2 separate regions of the Ovis aries genome follow, and region 1 is linked to region 2. The links are chromatin contacts, called in public Hi-C maps. All regions are on one chromosome and are shown on one strand. The core of a region is the stretch at or near the end of the contact, and the rest is flanking DNA. Distances in the headings are between cores, read along the strand shown.

Region 1 (7,758 bases), core at 1,946-4,445, 610 kb before region 2:
GGTTTGTACCAACTGATCTCAAGAGCTGGTTTTTGCTAGAGCAACACGAGATGCTACATGTATATTATAGATATTGAGATCAGAGTTACATTTAGTTATCTTTCACTTAGATCACCTATCCTCTTTTATTGGGCTGTTTCATCCACACTTTCCTCCAAATAGTGTCAAGATGAGATTCTTTCTTTCCCACCTTTGCAGAGTTGCCGTATCCAGGATAAATCCCAACACTTTGTGAAAAATTAGGACCTAATGCATTAGCCTAAAATTCTTCCTCCAATTTTTTTTATCTTCACTTCTTTATTTAATATGAAAACAAAAGGGAGGAAAAAAAATCAAGTGTGTCTAACAAACATACCTAATTAGATTCTGAAATCTCTTCTGTAACATAAAAAAAACCCCTGAAATACTTTTGAAGCTGAAGCACCAATTAGCCGGGCTTGTCATGGAAAGAACACTTATAAAGCAAAACTCAGTACCACACTTAGAGGTTTGTGTAATGGCTTTTTGGCAGGCCGGGTGTTTTTCCCCTGTTTCTTTGCCTCTATCTAATGCTTTAAAAGGGTGTCGTCAAGTGTTCTTGTCAGCAGGAACCTGGCATTAGTACCTGGCATTAATGTCTCCTTCCTGCACGCCCCCCATTCCTTGCTTCAGCCTCCTGACAGTGAGACAGCCAGCCACCCAGGCAAGGTTTTAGGAATCTGATGCTATGAAAAAGAGGGCAGTAAATTAGGGACCTGGAGTCTGTCTGTCTCTTTCAGAACACCCCACTTCGGGTATGTGAAATGTGTGTTGCCAGCAGGAGTTTCTGAGACAAGATGATGAAGTAGAGGTTTGCTTATATGATTTTGTTTTTTCAGCTGACTTGGCCCTACTGGATATATAGGAGGTGAGAGAGAGAGAAAAATGATTAAACTGCCTAGTAGTAACAACATACCTTTCCCTGCTTCTTAGTGTGAGACTAAGGAATGGTAGATAAATATTTCCATGAAGTAATAACGTCCCCTTGAACAAGCTTCCATTAGTATATATTATAAAAAAAAGACAGTCTGCCAAATTCAAGTTCGAGTGAAAATGTGCATGGACTCACCGTGGAAAGGATAGAAATGTTCAGTATGAAATCGGAGAGACAGTTAAGTAGGTTTTCTGAGTTTCGGCTGTCGCAGGAAGAACAAGTCCACTTAATCATATACACATGTATACTACGTAACAGGGTAAGTTTCGCCCGATGAGTGCCTATTTCCAGGTCTCCTAAGCGCACACGCATTACCTAATTTAGCATTCACTTGCATGGAAAGCACAATTATCTCCATCCTGTAAGTGAGGTTCATTACTTGCTTAAGGCCACACAGCTAGTAAGAAGTGGCAGGAAGACTTGAACCCTGTCCTGTCGGGGCTGAATTTCATGTTCTTTCCATTGTAACCAGAGAGGTATAGATAAAATGAGGCTGACTTTCAAAGTTGTATAAAGTTGGATCTGTCTCGTGTGCATGCTGCTGTATGCCAGGCAACTTTGGGGGAATATGAAATAAATGCTCCTGATTATGCCAAGTGATAAAGTCAGAGAAAGACAAATACCATATCATTTCACTTATATGTGGAATCTTTAAAAAGAAGAAAAGAATTCATAGATACAGAAAACAGGTTGGTCGGTGGGGAAGTGGGTGAAATAGGTCAAGGTTATCAAAATATACAAACTGCCTGCTATAAAATGAGCCTTGAGAATAGAATGTATGACAGATTGCTGTAGTTCTTAATTGTATACTTATATATATGTAACATACTGGGTTGGCAAAAAAATTTGTTTGGGTTTTTCTGTAAGGTGTTAAGGAAAAACCTGAACAAAACTCTTGGCCAACCCAATACATATATTACATAACCATGTGCTTGTATATGTGAAAATTGTTTACAGAGATTTAACTAGACTTATTTTGATTACTTTGCAAGATATACACATACCCAGTCATTATGTAATGTATTGGAAACTAGTGCTATTTGTCAATTACATCCCAATAAAAATATAAACATGCATTTAGGTTATCACTCTAGTCTTGGCAAATTTTTGTGTAGAGTACTATATAGTATAAAAGAAAAAATATTTTAAAAAATGAAATCAAAGAATAAGCCTCGAGTTTTGTTCCAGGGGAGGTCAAAGCAGAGACAAAGGCATAAACAAGTGATACCAAGACTCCAGGAGCAGCACTTCCGTCAAAGCAGATGTGGGGGAGGCTTCCTAAGGGAGATGACACAGGTCAGGACGGGCGGCCAGGGAGTAGAGTGTTCTACATAGAGGGCAAAGCAAGAACATGAGCATGTGGTGTGTAGAGTGAAGGACAGCATGCCCTGTGGCAGGGGAAATGGAAGAAGGGGCTGGAGAAGTGGGCTGTGGTCGTTTTATGTTATTGTATTTTCCCATAAGATCACCAGATAATAAACATATGTGTATAATACATACATATATATATGTATATTTTTACAGAAACAGCTAGTAGCAGTGTAAAATACGTATTAATTAGCAAGGGAGAGAGAAGCCAACTTGGAAGGTATAAAAGCAGTTTCAGTGGGAACAGATCAGGACCTGGATTAAGGCAGTGGTGTCCAGGACAGATGAAAGCAAGATGTCTCACAGCTGGGTGATAATGCCAGCTCAGAAAAAGTGTCGTCTGCCTCCAGATTATGTTAGTACTATCCCTCAAGATGGTTTTCCAGGCCAAGAATCTGTTGTGACAGCAAGAAGGGCTTCTGGCAGTGAATACATATGTAGGATGTATTTATGGGCCTCACTGGCTCTAAAGGATTTCAGCTCACGAGAGGTCCATGTTCTGTTCTGGCTATGGACTGTGGAATATTTGTGTCCTGCCCTCATTACTCCAGTTTCAGAGCCAAGAGGAATTGTGTAATTTTGGGATCGTACCAGAATCATCAGAGGCATCCTGGAAAAACTCAGGTCCCATATTAGGGAAGTTCTCAGAGATACCTGATTAAAGAATGTCCTCACCTATGGAAGAATCGTGTTATCTCCAGGCATGTAAGACCCCTATTTTGTGAACCACAGATGGCTGCTGGGACTTGCCTCCCAAGCACCTTGCTTCCTAGCTTCTCCTTTCTCTCTTCCCTGTAAATCTGGCTAAGGATACCTTACCAAGAGTGGAATTCTTTGACTTTCAAATGAGACAACACATAGCCAGAGGCTGCTCCCCCGTCACTAGAGGGCACCAGTTGAACGTAAAATGTCCAGACATGACCGCCCATAAACTTATAGCAAAATCTCACCGATATGGATTGCAATAAGGTAACTTCCCCACTACTTCCTCCTTATTAACTCCATTTCTGCTACTGAGTAAAACAAATACGCTCACTTTGATTCTGGAATCGATCAGTGAGTTGGAGACACGGAGTTACGTGACTGCATCATCTTTGCTGCCGCTTTTCTGGCTCGTATCATGCGTTGGTTTGTGTGTAAAACCTGATATGAACTTTGCACATGATTGAATTTTTGATTCTGCAAAGGGGTGAAAATGGTTGGTATGGGCGGAATGTCCACCCCAGACAGCATAACTGCAAGATAAAATTATACCCCGATGCATATAGTTTTTCCATAAGACCTACTTGTTATGTTCTGTTGAAAATTAAGATAAACTGCTCAGAGGCTGTAACCCTGCATGGGATTGCACAGAAACAGAACCACAAAGAATGTGCCAACTGTCCAGTGTCCACTGCTTTGCGCAGAAGCCCGATCCCCTGTGCCAAGACCTGGCTGATGTTTGTACAAGCAAAACTGGGCTGATCCTCCCTTATCTGCTGTGTGTTTCCTAATCCATAATCTTGTGCTTCAAACAAAAAAAAGGGAAAGTGAGTATTCACCACGGAGCTATTTGATTCTGTGGCATGTTGACAGGTACTCTGTACTGAGTAGAACTACAGGGACTCTGCCTACCCCAGGCAGACCCAGTATCAGGTCAGCTATAATTGGCACCTGGTGAGAGGTCACGAAACTCAGGCTGTGGGAGCAAGTGCATTAGGGGCCCTGTGACAGCAGTTGCCATGCGTTTTCTGAGTGCTGTCAGGCAGGACCTTCAATCACAGCGTGCTTTGTGCTGTGCACTCTAAAAATGGAAATTAAACCATCAGATCCTCACCAGACTGTGAGGCTTGATGGATGAGCTTAATGAACCCAGGGTAAAGGAATTAGACCAAGTAGAATGTAGAAAAAAGGTGAAGAACCGAGAGGCTTCCATGCCCTTGGGAAATCTACATATTCTCCAGGACTGAGGCAAGTGGGTTGTGGGGGGTCACCCTGTGTGAAGGCAGGGCTGGCTGGAGGTCATGTTCGGTCACATACCGAGAAGCCACTGAGGCCTTATACCAGTTCAGCCTTAATGACATTTGTTTCAGCCTTATAGAAGAAGAAATGGGGCTTACACTTATTTTAAAAACTTACCCAAGATGACAGTACTCATTATAAGATGTCACAGGAGAATAAATAACAGCCACCATTGACCACATACATACCCCGTACCGACTGGCATTCTCTGCTCTGACCCTTAAGACACTTCAACAAAGGCATCACAACTATTTTGTAGATGAGAAACTCAAGGCTGCAAGAGCTTAAATCACTTACCTGCGTGCATCTCCACCTTCACCTCCTTCCGATTCTCTCAGCCCTGTCATCACTCCTCAGGTATCCTCAGCTACCCCATGTGTGCAGATTTACTGCTTTGTTCTAGAATTAAAAAAAAAAAATCCTGATCAGTGAATCTGTATGCATGCCCTGGAAATATAATTAAAATCAGGTCACCAAGACCAGCATCTCCCAGGTATCCAGCCCTGTGCTTCTGGCCATTCCAAGGGTTCCATGGCCAACATACTTAGGATACGACATGCTTTACCTTCTTTCTCAGAGGCTCCTAAACTCATCTACCACATGAGATCTGGGAAAATGGAAGAAATGTTCTTGAGGACAAGAAAGTCCTTTTCATTTGCACAAAGCCCCTGTGCTTCAACCACATGACCTTGAACCTCAGCCTCCTCCCTGTGGAATGAACTAATACACAGAAGAGCACAGAGAGAAAGTTCTGTATAAGCAGGGCGATTATTGCTACCATCATCTCCACTGGAAACAAGGCTCCTGGAGCATATGGCGGATGCACTGGGGGTCTCATCAAAGGTGTGGGCCCATCCTCCAGCGCATCCTTGACACAAGCGAAAAGGTGCTTGGGGAAAGGTTGGGATTTTCAATCAGAGAGTCACGGCTGGCACTCTGCTCAGCCTCTGTGTCTGTGTCATAAGATGAGGAATAAATAGTCTCTTCCTGCTACTTTTTGTGGAGATTAAGGAAGCAAAGAGCTCAACAGGTGTGGGTTGTTATCATTAGAAGGTCAAGGGACCACACTTGTCAAACTCGAGGCTCTGATGCAACCCAGGAGAAACTGAACTTCTCCAGGTACAGCTTAGATGCCACTGTGAGAAATTGGAAAAGTTCTTCATTTTAACATTTATTTGGCCCAAAGAATATTTGAAGGTTAATCTCATTCCTTCTAGAGAGAAAGTCTGATGAAGTGGCAGTAAAGGAAAGAATTCACAGAATGGAAAAACGTTTGGAGAAGAGTGAAGGAAACTCCTGGGAAAGGCTGCAGACCACTCTCTCCCCTTTGCCGAAGAGAGTCTGAGAAGCGGTCTCAGACCTCATCTGCAGGGAGGCAGCTCAGGAAGGTGTTCAGTGGCACGGCCGAGTGCAGGCGGGGAGGCAAGGTGAACGTGGGTGCCTACAAGGGACACTGTCTATTCATCTCTCATGATTCCACATAATCCTTTAAATAAACACAACCTGTTTCCATGTGAGTAACTGTCTCATTCCATAGATGTCTAATCGGAAGGAATAATAGGTATTTCTCTGGAAAATTACAGAAGATCAGAGATCCTTCCTTCCACGCTTGGCTCCACCCCATGTAAGATGGAGCACGTGGACTTGTAGGCGCTGAGCCAGGGAAAGCTGACCGAGGGTGAGGCAAGGTACGGGCAGAGGACGGGAAGGCTGGGGAAAGTCAGAGTCAGTTATTCGGAAGGACAGACAGGCTTCTTTTGTCAAGGCTGCTTACGCCACACGTTCTTCCCAGAGGCTGATTAAGTCCTACGAGGGAGAGAGAACCCACAGCCAAGAAAACAGCACACACCTTACGGAATAAAGCAAAGGAACATGTGTCTGTGCATATCTGTGTATATTTGTGTTGTGTGTCTTTACATCAAAAACAGAAAAGGTACGCTCTGCAAATCACAGGGGAGAGCAGCAATTTCGAAGATTAGGCATAAGCCATTGATGAGATTTTGACATCTTAAAATGGTGCACTTAATAAATTGCTTTCCAAAAACAAACAAAAAAAATGTCCACTGAAGTGAACTCAAGGGAAGCAAGACAGGTTTTTTCAGTTTAAGCCAAGTGATTGCATCCTGATGTTTGCTGAATATACATGGAAACACTTGTAGCAAAGAAGTGCTCAATAAATATTACTATCTTTCTCCTTCCTGTTTTTTTTTTTTTTTTCTTTTTGAAAGCAGGTAGGAAGGAGGAAAAAAATAGGGAAAGAGAGGAAAGAGAGAAGGAAGGAGAGAAGTTAAGAAAGAAAGGGAGAAAACCTTCCCTGAAGATTCTACCTGCCAAGACATGGAAGAAATCTGTGTCTTTAAATAGTGATGATATCTGTGGACATTTCAGGCAGTTTCCTACAGTGCATCCTGTGAGTAAATACCATAGTATAGGGTGCTCTTTAAAAATTAGACCTTACAGCCAGTTCACTATATAACACCAATGGCACTTCTTAAAGAGACATGACCACCAGCCATCAGACGGTTCCTCCTATGCTTGTGTCTTATCTCTGTGTGTTTCTCTTACAGAAGAAAAAAAAAGTTTTCTTTTTTTCTTAGAAGCAGTTGTGAACTGTACCTTTAAAATCTAACCTTTGAAATCTGGCTATGATCATTTTGTTGACCTTAGCTGGACTGTATTATTCTCTTGATGTCCGAAAGGCGTGAATAGATCTCTTTGTGTGCTCAGCCCTCCTCCAAGCCAGGCCAGCCTAGGTTTTGTTTTGGCATAGTCACAAGTACGACACAGACAAGTAGGTTTTGATTTACAGATATACATAAGTAGACGTGATTTCCTTTCCAGGAAAAGGGCACGATGGCCAATACGCTTTAATTTATACACACGGGGCTCTTTTAAAAGGCTGACCTGCAGCTGGGGCTTGGTTAAAGTGGGTCCTTCAGCAAGAAGCATTGCTTCCAAATGCTCCCTGGTAGACTGTCAGTCTGGAAAGACATGGAGGCAAGGAGGTGGGAGGGGAAGACTGACAGAGGAAGAATTTGGTGGGCAGGAACCTAAACAGCTCACTGTAAAGGTTTCCTAAATTTCACACACATCCAAATTTTCTTTCTCCGAATCTGGTTTCCTTTTAGTTATTTCCTGTTTGTCAGTCACGGGTGGTCTACCAGGAAACACCAACAGCTATATTTTTTCTGCTGTGTAGTTGTTTTGTTTTTAAAGATTTCTGTTAAGATGAAGTTGACCTGGTCCTGTCAGCTTGGTGTCAAGTTCCTAGTTGTCTGCATGGTTCCTTCAGGTGTCACAAGTGAAAGCTCCGACTTAACCATCCCCAAAGCTCAACAACATTTCCACGGGTCCCAGAACAATGAGTTTTTTGGATAAGTGAACGTTGGCAAGTTTAAGCAGGGAGGAAAATAGGGTCCTTTTGAGCATCAGGACTC
Region 2 (7,438 bases), core at 3,814-6,313:
TTTGGGGAAAGGTATGCATGTGGCAGGAGAATAAAGGGGTTGTTTAGAACATGAGTTAAAGATAAGATTCAGGCTCTGGAACCCAACATGACAATTAGGTATTTATCCACTGAAATAATTAACCAAAAAAATCACTGAGACTAGAACCTTTAGAAGCAACAGGTAAATTATGTTGGTTTTGTTTCACAGTTACAGTTTGCTTAGGTTTTCTATTTCTTGCTGTGTCAATTTTAATAATCCTTCATTAAATGTTAATTCCTTTGTATTGAAATTTATTAGCAATTGGAGCATGATTTTATAATTTCAAACTCTATTCACTTTATATATTCCTTTCCTTTTTATATATTTTCTCAAGTGTTGATTGGATTTGTTTCTGATCCTTAGAAGAAACGCACTTGGACTTACTTATCACCTTCATTAATTTTCACAGGTGTCATGGCTGAAGAAACAAAAAGAGAAACAATGCTCTCTACATTTAATTCTCTCCTTCCTAAATCACATGGAATATGAGGTCTTTTTTTCTCTTAATCCCAGAAAAGTACACTCTAAGATATAAATCTATGGAAATATTCATTACTTTCCAAAAGGTATCACTATCTTGCAAATAGCAATATGGAGATAAAGGAAAAGCCACACTCCTATCTCCAACATGCTTAACTATTTCAAAACATCAAAGATACTCTTCTATTTCTAAAACCATGGCACAGAACTAGCTCCTTGGCAGAAAGCTCCACATTAGCTCAGGCTACACAGAGAGAGAGCTGACATGTTCTGTTGGATGAACTTGTTATACTGGAATAGCTGATAAACAAGAGCTATCTCTTGAACTTAAAAAAATAAATACAGTCACCAGTATAGTACAGTGAAAGGAACATTATTTTCTGGTCACTACAAGAGGCCATATTTTTTTTTTCAGGGAAGTTGAGTATAGATATACTGGAAGGTTGTCGTTTGAGAAGAAATCAAAATGTAGACGTGGCTTTCCAGAGAAACTGACCCTGACCCCCATTCATGTCCTGACTCTGTTATTTACTGTGATCACAGCCCCTCTAAAGTCTTGCTCTTTAACTCTACTATGAGGATAATACTGTCCACTTCAGAGAGGGGTTATGAGATTTAAATAAATTATGTAAACAGGTGGCGTATGAACAGTGTTCAGTTGATATAAGCTCTTTCTCCCTCATTTCTCCTAAATTAGAAATAAAATGATTCTCAGTTAATCACAGCACCATAAGTGACTATTTCTTGCTCATCCCCTAGCACAATCCATCACCTGATCTTATTGATGTTTTCTTTCTAAACAACTCAAATCTCTATCTCTGTTCAACCAATAGATTTGCTCTGACTTCGGTTCTGCTTTCCAACACTGGGAGCCAGACAATGTTAAGCTTGTTCTAACGCTAACATGATGAGAAGAAACCATTTAAGATTATAAAGCCAGGGCAGAGAAGTAATTCCCACACCTGGTGGAGGTGTACTTCCTTGGATATTGATGTGGGCCAAGTTTGGGGGCTCCTCTCTACTGAAGGTTCTCTTCCTCCATATCCTCTGAACATGTGGGATACATTCCTGAGGAACTAAGGGGCCACCTTAGAGCTGCATTCATTGACTCTGTATCTTTTGCACTGTTTCTGTGCTAATTCTTCAGCAAACCCAAGCAAAGCCCACTTAAAACTAAGTCCAAATCTTTATTCTCTTCTAGTCCTCTAATTTAGACCCAAACTTTGTGGACTGACCAAAAAGATCATATAAAAAGATCATATAGTTCTCACTTGTCTCTTTGCCTCCCATATTAATTACATCATTCTGAAAATGAACCTCTCTTTAGGATCTGTCCAGTGGGAGCTATCTATTCCCACCAGACTAACCCATCTGCACAGGGCTTTTGTTTCATTGCAGTTGGAACATTCCAATTTAACTGCCTGGTCAGTCCTTGACCTTACTCAACATGAAGCTCAGAATCATCTGCTATGGGAAGTTTTCTGATTCCATAAGGCTGCATTAGAGGTCCCTCCTCTGCTCTGCCCCTCTATGCTAATCCACTTGCCCCTGCCATAGCCTCATTGCCTGCACTGGAGTTGCTTTCTTTGCTCTGTGTTTTTCACACCAGTGTGGAAGTGCCCTGACTGCAGTGACCTTATGCAGGGCTTACAATTTAATGGGCACTTAAGGTCCATATAGTCAAGGCTATGGTTTTTCCAGTGGTCATGTATGGATGTGAGAGTTGGACTGTGAAGAAAGCTGAACGCCAGAGGATTGATGCTTTTGAACTGTGGTGTTGGAGAAGACTCTTGAGAGTCCCTTGGACTGCAAGGAGATGCAACCAGTCAATCCTAAAGGAGATCAGTCCTGGGTGTTCACTGGAGGGACTGATGCTGAAGCTGAAACTCCAATACTGTGGCCACCTCATGCGAAGAGCTGACTCATTGGAAAAGACTCTGATGCTGGGAGGGATTAGGGGAAGGAGGAGAAGGGGACGACAGAGGATGAGATGGCTAGATGGCATCACCGACTCGATGGACATGAGTTTGAGTGAACTCCGGGAGTTGGTGATGGACAGGGAGGCCTGGCATGCTGCGATTCATGGGGTCACAAAGAGTCGGAGACAACTGAGCGACTGAACTGAACTGAAGATGCTGAATGTCTGATTAAATGAAGTGAATGATGAGCAAGAGAACTGATTTGTTTTTTATCTTATGAACCCTATGGACCATGTAATTTGTTTTCCATTTAACCTTGACTGATAGGTGAAGTACTATTAGGAATATATGGTGGGTATTCTAAGTTTTAGGGATTTTCACATCCTTTCTCTCTCCCACTTTACTTCATTCTGACTTATGCACTGATACTATGGTATCAGTACATTTTGGAACTAAATGAGAGTGCTGAAATATTTAAAAAATTAACAAATTTGTTCATCATTGTGAAAAAGCATCTGCCATCAATGCCTTATCTTGTCAAGTATCTAAAGACCAAGTATCTCCCAAACCCATGCTCTTATACAAACTTTATGAATGAGAAAACATTATGTAAACATTACAGATGATTCTTCCCAACTGGAAAAATTTTGCCCTTTATAACACAGCTTAAAAGACAGCTTCTTTGTGAAACTCCTCTGACATCCCATTGCCAAACCACTGCAGCCATTCCATCTTTTTTCTTGGCCCATGGCATTGTTATATATTTGATTTCTCAATTAGATTGAGTACCTGATGTAATCAGTTTGTTATCTCCAGTGGCTTATCTTAGTTGTGAGCAGATAGAAGGTTTTAATACAGGATTTTTGAACGAAATAATTAATGAAAAAATTATATAAAGGGGAAGTCTGCTGACAACAGGAGAATGGATGAAGTTATAGGCACAGAACTTTGTTAGGACCAGAGCTTTCTGAAATGGTGATTTGGTTTAGCAGTAACAACTACAACTACTGGTAACAACTACATAGTAATGATATGCATAAGATGTTTCTTATATGTTTAAATTCTTGAGGCCAAACCTACAATAACCACTCTTTCATGTCAGTAACTTGGTCTCCTTCATGCTAATCACTAGGATATAATTATTTGAAGAAGGGGTCATTTAATAAGTGGTTATTGGTTATTATATCTATAATACTTTGGCTTCCCTGATGGCTCAGCAGTAAAGAACTCACCTGCAATGCAGCAGACATAGGTTCCATCCCTGAGTCAGGAATGTACCCTTGGAGAAGGAAATGGGAACCCACTGCAGTATTCTTACCTGGGAAATCCCAAGGACAGAGAAGCCTGGAAGGCTACAGTCCATGGTGCACAAAAGAGTTGGACATGACTTAACAACTAAACAACAACAAATATAAATAAGAAGACTCATGAACAAGGGGAGGAAGCAGAGAACAGCAAGGGAGGATGCTTGTGGCTGGGGAGCTGGGCAAAGGCACCCTCCTTAAAAGTATTTTTAAAATGTCAATCCCAGGTGATATAACTCCCAAACTCTGTGTGAGAAGCCAGTTTGGGGGTCAGCGTGGTAGGGGCAGCCCTGGGCTCCAGCCCACCCTGATTGAGGGTGATAGGGTTGGGGTGAAAAGCTCAAGTTGAGAAGCAAAAGGTGCCAGTGTTTAGTTAGGTGCCAAAGTATTTGCTTAAGAAATCGGTCACCTCCTTGGCCAAGCCCAGACACCGGCTGTTATCTTAACTGCCCTTTAAACGTTTCCCGGTGGCTTTTGTTCTTTGAGGATTACTGAACATTTCGGTCCCACAGGTGCCCGCTGTTTTGAGAAAACTGTGTCCCAAAATACACAAATGGAAGCAGATCCTCATTTGTTGTTAAACCTGTAGTCTTTCCAGAGGTTCTTTTCTAAGACGTAAAACAGAGGGCTGACATAATCCCAGGATCCTAAATGAAGGGGATTTTTCTGCTTAACCTGGGTCACACCAAACTCAGGTGCAAACCAACTGAAGAAACCTTGACTCTGCCCGCCTGCCTTCCTCTCCTTGTTCCATCCTTCCTCTCTTCTGGTCCCCTCTGGTCCAGGCAATACAACTGTCATCGTGACAGGTCTTACCTTTTGGCAGCGCTCCAACTTCACCATTATTTGGTGGGGAGTGTCTTGGGAAAAAAAATAATGTAACTTGAACGTATTTTCTATTAATAGTTTTAAAAAGATCTTCCATCCTTATTTTGACTTCAGTGTTATCAAACTCCAATTAGAGAGAACCGAAAACTGGCTAGGATCTCGTCAGCTCTCTGGTGTTCAGGGGCGAAGCAAGGTGGATCACCCCTAGCCGCGAAGCAACCCCCTCCCACCAGGCAACGCGCACCTCTCCCTCACGTGGAGACCCCGCCCCAGAAGGCAACGCGCGCCTCTCCCTCACGTGGAGACCCCGCCCCAGAAGGCAACGCGCGCCTCTCCCTCACGTGGAGACCCCGCCCCAGAAGGCAACGCGCGCCTCTCCCTCACGTGGAGACCCCGCCCCCCTGGGCAATTGGTGCCTAACTCGTCTCACTTGGAGACCCTGTCTCACAAGGCAGCGAGCACCTATCCCCAAGGCGGAAGTTATATTTGAGCGGTGCGTGCCTTGCCCGCTAGAGGGTGTGTGAAACTGTAGAATGTGTTTTCCCTGACAGAGGCTCCCTCGTGTGGCTCCTGCCGACAATGACGGCTGTGACTTAAATGTTTACTTCATTCTCTTTAGAGAAGGGAAGAAGTCTTGGATCTTGCCCTCAGGAGCGGAGATGATGCTCTTTTTTTTTTTTTTTTTTTTTTAATTTTTAAAGCACATTTTTTTCTCCCTCAGAATAGAAAACTTTGTTTTTCTTAGACTAACGTGGACTCTGGCGGAGTAATTGAACTGCCTGGGAAACAATTTGGGGTAGAGTTATTGCAGGATACTCCAACGCTGCTCTTGTCACATAGATGAGAGAAAGGAGTCGCCGAGACATCTAAATACCCACTAGATTTAAGGCATTTTATGTCCTTAGTTAATCTTAGAGTATCTCAAGTAGGAATTACCATTCCCACTTTTATAATTGAAGTATAGTTGATTTACAATTTTAGTTTCAGGTGTACAGCGTTGTAATTAAGTATTTTTACAGATTATACTCCCATTAAAAGTTATTCCAAGATAATGGCTACAATTCCCTGTGCTGTACAATATATCCTTGTTGCTTATCTATTTTCCAAATAAAAGAATGTGTTTTCCTGACATCCTTGCACAGGGGCCATGCTAACCTCTGCTTTGGTCCAGTTTTAGTATATGTGCTACCAATGTTAGCACTGTCATCCCTTTTTTATAGAAGAGGAAACAAGTTATTAGAGGTCCAGGGTCTCAAACTGGTATAATGGGGGAGGCGGGGGGTTTGTCCAAGAACTTTGTCCAGAGCTAAGTCCAGAGCTTTGCAGTAATGAGACCACCTACAAAAAGATAAAATTTTATATTCAATTTCCTCTCCCTAGAGATGTTACATTCCACAGAAATTTCCTTATGTTTCAAATCCAATAACTTCACATCTGAGTATGTCACTTTTGGCTTTTGTAAAGTGTGCTACATTTGCACATTTAGTCTCAAGAATAGTTATCAAATTTTTTAAAATTTGTTTTACTGATGTATAATTGACAACTAAAATTGCAAGATATTTCAAGTGTACTAGATTGTGATGATATAATAAACACTGTGAAGGAATTCTCCCTGACTAGTTAATTGTGCTGTGCTGTCTGTGCTTACTCACTCAGTCATGTCCCACTCTTTGCAACCCCGTGGACTGTAGCCCACCAGGCTCCTCTGTCCATGAGGAGTCTCCAGGCAAGAATACTGGAGTGAGTTGCCGTGCCCTCCTCCAGGGCATATTCTCAACTCAGGGATCAAACCCAGGTCTCCCGCTTGCAGGTGTATTCTTTACCATCTGAGCCAACAAGGAAGCCCATAGTTAACTAATACATCTGTTATTAATAGTATTAGTATTACTGAGAGTTAACTTATAAAATGAGACTGAGGAAGATGAAGTGGTATGCTTAAAGTTATTACAATTAGCAAATAAATTTCTTTCTCAAGTCTAGTGATGTGAAAGTCATTTTGGTTCTCATAGCAGGCTGTCTTCTTTTAGAGTAGATCTTTTTTTTTTTTTCTTTTTTAGTGTATCAAATAAGAGGATCACCAAGTTCCCTCCTAGCCCTCCAGTTCTGAAGGTTCTGATCATTAAGGGCTTTCATGTCTTGTCTCCCCTTGTCTTCAGTGCTCTGGTCTGGTGATGTTAAGGCCATAGAGGGGTTTAATGATTTACTCTTGCTCACACAAGTGGTCTCTGCACCACCCAAGCCTGGCATGCAGGCTCCCTGGCTTGTAGCCTTGCACTGTGGAGTAGGCATTAGCATTTGGCCTCACTCTGCCCCTTTTCTTTGATAAAAGTTTATAATTTCCTTCTTATCTTGTTTTGGTGGGACTAACCCACCTGAGGCTTTTGGGTTGGACGCCTGACTCTGGCCTACCTAATCAAAGTGTTAGTTACAAAAACAAGCTTATGGTTGAAATTGGGCCAAGGATAGGCAGCCATAGGGTTTGCTAACCCCTTGGGGAAAAAGTGTGCTTTTCACCTGCGCTTAAAAAAGGAGTTTTTATGGACTGGATGCCTATGCCTCCCCCAAATTTCATATGATGAAGTGCTAACTTCTAATGTGTTTGGAGATTGGGCCTTTTGGAATGTAACTAAGTTTAAAGGAGATGGACCTCAAATCTTGTAGGATTGGAGTCCTTATGAGAAGAGGAAGAGACATCAGAATGTGTTCTTCTCCAAACCCCCAACATATGCACACACCAAGGAAAGGCCATGGGAGGACCCTGGAAGGAAGTGACCATCTGTAAGTTAGGGAGAGAGTCCTTGCTTGGAACTGAATCCTGTCTGTCGAAGCTTTTCTCTTTGACTTCCCAACTTCTAGAACCATGAGAAATAAATTTTTGTGTTTAAG

What was found. A called contact is a pair of places that touch in the nucleus more often than the background predicts.
Region 1: a contact with region 2 is called in a Hi-C map of liver, with 5 times the contacts expected there. The contact joins two enhancer-like sites. A contact is called at or near these places in 6 of 16 Hi-C or Micro-C datasets (hypothalamus, liver, muscle and 2 more).

Annotation. Positions count from the first base shown.
Region 1 is chr5:24,140,323-24,148,080 of ARS-UI_Ramb_v3.0, reverse strand. No RefSeq gene overlaps it. Among named protein-coding and RNA genes, the nearest start is that of PRRC1, 65 kb to the left of the region's middle. Within about 2 kb of position 3,195, at least 8 of the 54 cell types and tissues checked have an H3K27ac peak or open chromatin away from gene starts, as enhancers often do. A contact at or near this core is called in liver, where this site is marked.
Region 2 is chr5:23,529,241-23,536,678 of ARS-UI_Ramb_v3.0, reverse strand. It overlaps the pseudogene LOC114115067. Among named protein-coding and RNA genes, the nearest start is that of SLC12A2, 100 kb to the left of the region's middle. Within about 2 kb of position 5,063, at least 8 of the 54 cell types and tissues checked have an H3K27ac peak or open chromatin away from gene starts, as enhancers often do. A contact at or near this core is called in liver, where this site is marked.